Linked DNA regions of Zea mays: region 1 is linked to region 2. Evidence: chromatin contacts called from public Hi-C data. All regions are on one chromosome and are shown on one strand. The core of a region is the stretch at or near the end of the contact, and the rest is flanking DNA. Distances in the headings are between cores, read along the strand shown. Region 1 overlaps LOC103636617. Region 2 holds the start of LOC103636567 (chaperone protein ClpB2, chloroplastic-like).

What was found. A called contact is a pair of places that touch in the nucleus more often than the background predicts.
Region 1: a contact with region 2 is called in a Hi-C map of ear, with 2.4 times the contacts expected there. The contact joins the enhancer-like site here to the promoter of LOC103636567 in region 2. A contact is called at or near these places in 2 of 25 Hi-C or Micro-C datasets (ear and tassel).

The regions. Positions count from the first base shown.
Region 1 is chr1:75,808,250-75,812,337 of Zm-B73-REFERENCE-NAM-5.0, reverse strand. All of the region lies in intron 3 of LOC103636617, which reads right to left. Among protein-coding and RNA genes, the nearest start is that of LOC103636617, 14 kb to the right of the region's middle. Within about 2 kb of position 2,402, at least 4 of the 20 cell types and tissues checked have an H3K27ac peak or open chromatin away from gene starts, as enhancers often do. A contact at or near this core is called in ear, where this site is marked.
Region 2 is chr1:75,275,119-75,278,958 of Zm-B73-REFERENCE-NAM-5.0, reverse strand. LOC103636567 (chaperone protein ClpB2, chloroplastic-like) reads right to left here and starts at 1,736. Exons shown (of 10, transcript NM_001347043.1): 1 at 1,281-1,736; 2 at 767-985; 3 at 296-533; 4 at 1-26. The coding sequence starts at 1,532.

The DNA of each region.
Region 1 (4,088 bases), core at 1,153-3,652, 530 kb before region 2:
TGATCAAATGGGTCCGTTTTTTCAGACTCAAAGAGGGGTTAGACAGGGTGACCCGTTGTCACCTATAATCTTTAATTTGGTAGCAGATATGCTTGCCACTTTGATTAAGAGAGCAAAGGTGAACGAGCAAGTAGTGGGTTTGGTACCACACTTGGTAGATGGAGGGCTTTCCATTCTACAATACGCAGATGATACAATCTTGTTTATGGAGCACAACTTGGACAAGGCAACGAATATGAAACTCATATTATGTGCCTTTGAGCAGCTGTCGGGTCTGAAAATAAATTTCCACAAGAGTGAGGTCTTCTGCTATGGGAAGGCCAAAGAGGAGGAAGGGAGGTACACAAGATTGTTTAGCTGTAAAAGTGGAGGCATGCCTTTCAGATATCTTGGAATCCCTATGCACCATCGAAGGTTGGCTAATGGTGATTGGAAAACAGTGGAAACCAAATTCGAGAGAAAGCTAAGTAGTTGGAAAGGAAAGCTTATGTCCGTGGGAGGGCGGTTAGTGTTAATTAATTCTGTTCTAACCAGTCTTGCGATTTTTATGATGTCTTTCTTTGAAGTACCAAAAGGGGTGCTAGAGAAAATAGATTATTTCAGATCACGTTTTTTTGGCAAGGTGATGGCCATAAGAAAAAATATAGTTTGGCAAGATGGGATGTAATTTGCCAACCTAAAGAGTTAGGCGGGTTAGGCATTTTGAATTTAGAGATTCAAAATAAATGTCTCTTAAGTAAATGGTTGTATAAACTTCTCAATGAAGAAGGAATGTGGCAATCGTTGCTGAGACGGAAATATTTGGCCAATCGAACTCTTTCCCAAGCACAACGTCGGGCTTCGGATTCTCACTTTTGGAGTGGCCTTATGAAGATTAAGGATCTATTCATGAGTAAAGGTACCTTTCAGGTAAAAGATGGGTCCCAAACGCGTTTCTGGGAGGACAATTGGCTTGGGTTGGGAGCGCTAAAATTCCAATTTCCTCTTTTGTATAATCTTGCAAGGATGAAGAATTCAACTGTTGCCTTTGTCTTCTCCACAGTACCCTTAAACATATCATTCCGTAGGGGATTGGTGCACCAGTTGAGGGCTCAATGGTTTCAACTAGTGACGTTGGTGGCGTATACTAATTTGACTACTAACAGGGATTCATTCAGATGGGACCTGACTGCTAATGGGTTGTTCTCTGTTCAGTCCCTGTATCAGGCAATTCTTAACAATGGGGCGGTTAGGGATAACAAGGACCTTTGGAAGCTTAAGATACCTCTGAAAATAAAGGTTTTTATGTGGTACCTCAAAAGAGGTGTAACTTTAACAAAGGATAACTTGGCCAGGAGGAATTGGCCTGGTAATCAGACCTGTTGCTTTTGTAGCAGACTGGAGACAATAAATCACCTGTTTTTCAGGTGTACTTATGCGTCTTTCATCTGGCGTTTGGTTCAGATAAGCACAGGGTTGAGACCACCTCGGGATGCAAACGATTTGTTTGGGGACTGGGCAAGGGTGCTATCAGTCAAATCACGTCGTTTACTACTAACTGCAGCATCTGCAATTTGCTGGGCCATTTGGTTAAGCAGGAATGATGTGACTTTCAATAAATCTTCTCCTAAATCTTGTCTGCAGGTAACCTTCAGGGCAACATATTGGTGTCGCTTCTGGGCACAGCTACAGCTTAAGATGGAGGACCAAGAGTTAATAAAATCTTCATGTCGCAAGATGGAGATGGTGCTACTAAAGTTTTTTCGCAATTTCGGATGGGGAGCTGCTTGGCGATTAACGTTGTAGTACCTTTGGTCTTGTCATAGGTGGTCTTGGGTGCAATCGTGTGTTTTGTCAAGGCAGTAAGCTGCCTTCAGTTGTAAACGTTGGCCGTAGCCTCTCTAGAGGTCAAGGTCGGAATATGTTTCCATTATCTAAAAAATATATAAATATATATAGCAATATAGCATATAGGAGGCAATACCAAACATAGCAAATTTAAATATTGAATACTAGAACTGGACAAATCAGAATTCAGATTTCAGAACATCAGTCATACCAGTCACCAACACAAAGAATGAAAGAATGAAAGAAATTGAGGGTTGTGCAGGTGCAGTGATGTAGAGAGAGATGAACAGAGGGGAACAGATCACAGAGTGGTGCAGCGATGAAAGGTACCTTCAGAGTTCAGACAATGTACTCATCTTGCCGCTGTGCAGGCTGCTGGCCGCTGCCAAGGAGGCTGCAACCGTTGAGGAACAAAGAGAGGGCAGCCGCCATTGAAGAACAAGGAGAGGGCATCCGCCGTTGAGGAACAAGGAGAGGGCAGCCGCCGGAATCAAACAGTCTGCTGGTAGAACAGGGAGATGGGCAGAGGGTAGCAGCAGGTTTTACTAAACCCTAACACTAATGGGCCCTATTACCAGCCCATTGGTCGTTCCCACCCAAACTGGGCCACAACCAGGAGTCCACGGCAAAAACAGATCCTAGTTGTCCCCACCCAAATTGGACAACTAATCGCGCTCAGTCGACGATTAGTCAAACAACCAGAGCAGATCGGGTCAGACTTCCTAGTCGCATCAACAAAACCAACTTGCCCGACTAATCGCGATTAGTCGGACGACTTGAAATCATTGGTGATCATGTCCGAAATAATGATATACATGATAGACTAGGGATAGCACCGTGAAGAAAAGTTTATCCAACACCGGCGGAGATAGTTTGAACATGTCTAACAGCTTGAAAGGATGAAATATAACTTAAGATTTAGTAATGAATAGGAGTGCATAAAAACAGCTATCCATATGCTTGAACCTTGACTTGTGGTTTATAATGGGTTTCAACTCTAGACTATCTCAACGTGCTTGGGACTAAAAGGCTTTGTTGTTGCTGAGTTCTTACCTAGCTAACGTCAGTTATGTTCCTGACTAGTTTTGGTCGTATCCCTATTCTCTCAATATGAACCAGGGTACTGTTCAGTGACTGCTAACTTGGTGCTAGTGTTGTACTCTATATGACACTTCTGCACCCACTGCCTAAATCACTGGGCAAACCCTTTAAATTTGCAGCATATCATGTATTGACATAATTACATGATTATACCATAAAAAACCGGACTGGACAGTTTACAGATGTATTAAAAGCAGGTATGTTAGGCAACAGCCCAATGATTTCAAGTCGTCCCACTAATCGCGATTAGTCGGGTTGGTCACGACTAGCTAGATGACTCGATTAGACTGGTCGCCCTAGTCATCCGACTAGTCGTCGATTAGGGCGACTAATCGCCCGATTTATAGGATCTTTTAGCCTGGCCTCTCCTCTGCCAATACATAGCCGCCAAAACCCATGCTGGTATGTGCCTCCTCTCTTTTGCCCGACGTCCAGCACCGGCGGCTGCACCCCAGATCTTCAGCACCGGCGGCTGCGCCCTAGATCCATTGTTATTAAAACATCGCTTAAACGTCGTTTAAGCGTCGTTTAAACAACAAAACGTGGTTAGAGTTTAGAACGTCCGGTCGTTTTAGCAAAAACGCGTAGCACGTCCGTTTATCACGTTTAAACGTCGCTTAAACGTCGTTTTCTCGTTTTCGGATGTTCTAGGCGTGATCAGGACGTTCTACGTGCTATTGGGCCTTTCACAGGCCAAAAAATACATAGGGCTGCCAGGCGTCCAGTGCCGACAGCCTCCCTCCTCTCCTCTGCCCCCTCCTCCCTCTCCATCCTCCAACAGTCCAGCGCTGCCAGGCCAGTGAAGTGCCACCCTCCCTAGTTTTAGACTTTCAATCATCAAGAGTTCCAGGTTCAGTCTTCCAGTTCAGACAGTGACGCCCTCCCTAGTTTCAGACTTTCAGTCACCAAGAGTTTATGGTTACCGATCATATATACAAGTTGTAACTTGTGTGGTTGAACTTGATCTGTTTCATTTTGTTTTGTGAACTCAAGTACTTAACTTATGTATGAACACATTCTATAATTGAAATTTTAAACTTTATGTAATGTCTGAAAAGACGTTTCAACGTTCGTTTAAACGTTTAAATGTTAAAAAGGTGGTTCATAACGTTTTAAAGTTTTACCGCTTTAAGAACCATGCCTAGATCTCCATCACCGGC
Region 2 (3,840 bases), core at 487-2,986:
CAAAGCTTCGTACTTTCCCTCAGGATCTATTGAAAACACATATTTTTAATTTTTTATGTGAAAATATCTTCTGTTGTATCAGAGGGACACAGGAGTTCAAGGTAAAAAATTTCATATCAATTATGCATGGAAAGGTGATGTCTACTTCAGCAGACGCTTCATTACTTGCCATTTTCTTTGTGCAATTTACAGGAATATAGGTCACATCATGCAATTTTATGGAGCACAGACAGAGGAAGAGGATAGAAGTTGCAAGCATGTTAATGCCAGCATTGCAAGTAGGGGGAACTCATACCTTGATCGATTACATTTTGCTTCCCTCTAATCGATTCAATGGCTGATTTCAACGTCTTCACAGTAATCTGAAAATCCTTGAACAGCTGTTTCCCAAACCGCTTATCTTCAGCAAAGCCAAGGACTAGATGCTCAACTGAGACATATGAATCGCCGTACTCTTTCTTGAAGTCCCGGGCTCTTTGTATCAGAGCTTCTAAGTCACGCCCCAACATAGATCCAGGTTCTTCACCTAATACCTGAATCATTAAACAGAACGTAAGACAACTATGAATGGAAATTCCTTGTTTTTTGTTTCAACGAAAAGCAATATATAGAAAGATATTGAAGAATGTTGAGTTTATTGAAGTGGGAAAAATGTTTTTCCAGTTCTCTGATCATTATTCCGAGTTCATAGTAAGATGCATTAATCTTGCTAAGACAAACTGCATGTGAATATCAACAGAATCGGAGTGTGTTGAGGACGAAGCACCTTAGGCTGTCTCTGGATGAACTTCTCCGTGGCATCAAGAAGCCTTGTATTATCAACTCCTGCCTTAGAAAAAATGCGGCGGGCAAGGCCATTCCGTTGCTCCAGCAGGGATTTCATCATATGCTCAGTCTCCACAATCTGGTGCTTGCTCTCCTTCGCCACCTCAGGGGATGAGACAATTGCTTGCCACGCCATCTCAGTGAACTCTTGTTGTGTAATCTGTCAGCGGGATAGGTGCTGACGAGTGAGAAATATGTGTGTGTGTGAAAAAAATATACAATTTCCTGGCTCTTCATCAAAAGAGTATCAGTAGTATAAATGCTATGAAAACTACTTTTCGTTAATGAGAAATGGAACATAAATAAATGCATCGATGGCTGTATTACATGTACAACGACCGTGACATTAGGAATTGAAAACGGAACAAGCCAGTATATTTCTGTAAAATGAAATCAAAGAAAAAGAAGTGCGCAAAATCGGACTGAAAATGAAGGCAAGGAAAACGGGTCCCTACCCTGCCGTCCCGGCTGGTGGCGTTGCAGCGAACGGAGAGCGGCGTCCGGCAGAGCCTCTTCCCGACCACCGGAGCCAGTACCCCGCCCCTTCCTCCTCCCGTCGTCCTTAGTCCCGCCTTACCCCTCACATGACCCGCCCTCGCCGCGCCCCACGCCGCGGCTACGACCGGCGTCGGCACGGCCGCGGCCGCGGCGGGGGCGGAGGTTAGGAAGGAAAGTGCGTCGGCGGACAGAGGCGGCGCGGCGGCCATGGTGGGGCGCTGTAGTGTTGATGGCACAATCGTGATTGCTTATCAGAAGGTAGGAGGAGCAATTCAGACTGGAATGGAACTCTGGATTGGATGGTTTATCAGGAGAAATGGTATGGCATGGTATGGAACAGAAGGTCGCGGCGGGGCGGGACGAAGCGTGTATAAATCGGTGGCGGCGTGGAGGGTGGAGACAAGCGGAGGAGGAGGTTCTGGGAGGTTCAGGTGCCAACGAGCACTTCCGTGGAGTGGAGAAGGGGAGGAAGACGATAGGGAAAGGAAGGACCGGAATAGAAGGGGTGGGGCGCGTGCTCTGCGAGCGCGGCGCCGTCGGATCTCGCGCTGGACGGCCGGGATCTGTGTCTATGCGCTCGGGTGGGTGATTTGGAGTCGCACCGCCTCTTGCTGCATTCCCTTTTTCATATATATCTAATCTAATCTACTAAATCCTAAAATCCATATCTAATATTAAAAAAACTAAAATTGTATCTTAGTTTATTTTCGCTCATGTTCTCTAAATGTATATATAATAATAAAGAGTCTTTGTTAGATTTTAATAAGATCGTACTTAATTTTCTCCGGCAAGATACTTTAAAGGTATCGTTTGGTTCACGTATTGGTAATATAATGGGTAACCAATAACGTTAAATTATATTTGTTTAAGTCTATCTGTAATTGATACCACACTAGAAATGAATACCGACTTATTCAAACTTATTACCACCGGTATTCGAGTGTGAATTATTACCATTATTATTTATGTTACATTTCGTGAACCAAACAACACATAAATTCTCTTCCCTATTTCTTTTGCTCTTTATAGTATCATTTAAAAAATTATGTGCTCTATACTGCACTCTCACTAGTAACGTCCTATATTAATCTATTTTTTGAACCATGGTTTTAAAGTCGTCTGACTAATCGCGATTAGTCGGCCTTATCGCCTGGTAGAGCACGATTAGCATGGACGACTCGATTAGGGCGACTAGGTGACGACTAATCGTCCTAGTTGGCAACTAATCGCAATTAGTCGGCCGACTAGGTGCCATGTCCGACTAGCTTGTGCCAAGTTTGGACCTGTAAAAAAAGTGTCCTCTGTTATATCATTATATGGGTTGGCGGCCCACTGTCTCCACTCTCCAGTCCACAGTAGAAACAAGCTCTATTGTCTGCCACTGTGCCGCCGCATAGTAGAAACCCTAAGCCGCCACACAATAGAAACCCTAAGTCGTCGCCTCTGCCCCCTCTCACACTCTGCTCCATTGCTGCCCTGCGGCCCTGCCCTCTGCTCCGGTGGTCCTCAGCTCCGGTGGCCCTGCCCTCTGTTGCGCTCGCCTCTGCTGTCTGCTCAGCTCCGGTGGCCCTGCCCTCTGATGCGCTCGCCTCTGCTCAACTCCGGTGGCCCTACCCTCTGCCCTCTGTTGCGCTCGCCTCTACTCAGCTTCGGCGCTCGCCTCTGCTCACTGCTCTGCTCCGACAACTGTCTGCACCAATCTGTTCTGAACTCTGTTCAGAGTTCAGTGCTCACTTCACTAGTCTGTTCAGAGTTCAGTGCTCACTTCAGTGCACACTTCACTAGTCTGTTCTGAACTTAACCGAAATGAGCACCTCTACAGATGGTAATCTATGTGTTCTTTTGGTTCTTCAATTGTTCATTTGGTGCTACACCTCTTGAGTTGTTATTCACAATTTCACACTACAGATGAGACTAGGAGGCGGCGTAATAATGTTCAAGTTATCTTCCCAGAATCTGTGTTGCCCGAAGCCCAGAACGATGGCAGTGGCACCGGCACGGTTCAAGCCACGCGTGAATCAGTTGCATCGGCTTCATCTGATGTTGCAGTCGGTTCTTCCATAAAGGATAAAGCAATTGCTGCGCTGCCCACAGAATTGGCTGAGATGGCTAAGGATACTAAGAGAAAGGCTTGATCTTCGGACCCAGGGTGAAAATATGGATTTTGGCCAGACATTGCAAAGAACGAGATGGTTCAGTGTATTTTTTGCCAAAAAGTTGTACCAGCAGGAATCAAAAGGTTCAAGCAACATATTGCTGGCGGGTTTGGTGATGTAGGGAAGTGCCCAAGAGTGCCTGAAGTGGTTAGGAAGGAGATGGCAGTCTACTCGAAGAAGAATGCAAGAAATAAGATGGTTTTTTTAGATAATGAAGAGGAGGATGTAGAAGGGGGTGAGGAACATCAGGAAGATGGTGATGCAAGAGAAGTACCAAGTTCTGGCACAACAGGAAAACAAGTGAAGAGGAAATTAGCTCAATCTACTATTAAGTCATTCATGGTTTCTGGTCCAGTTAAAC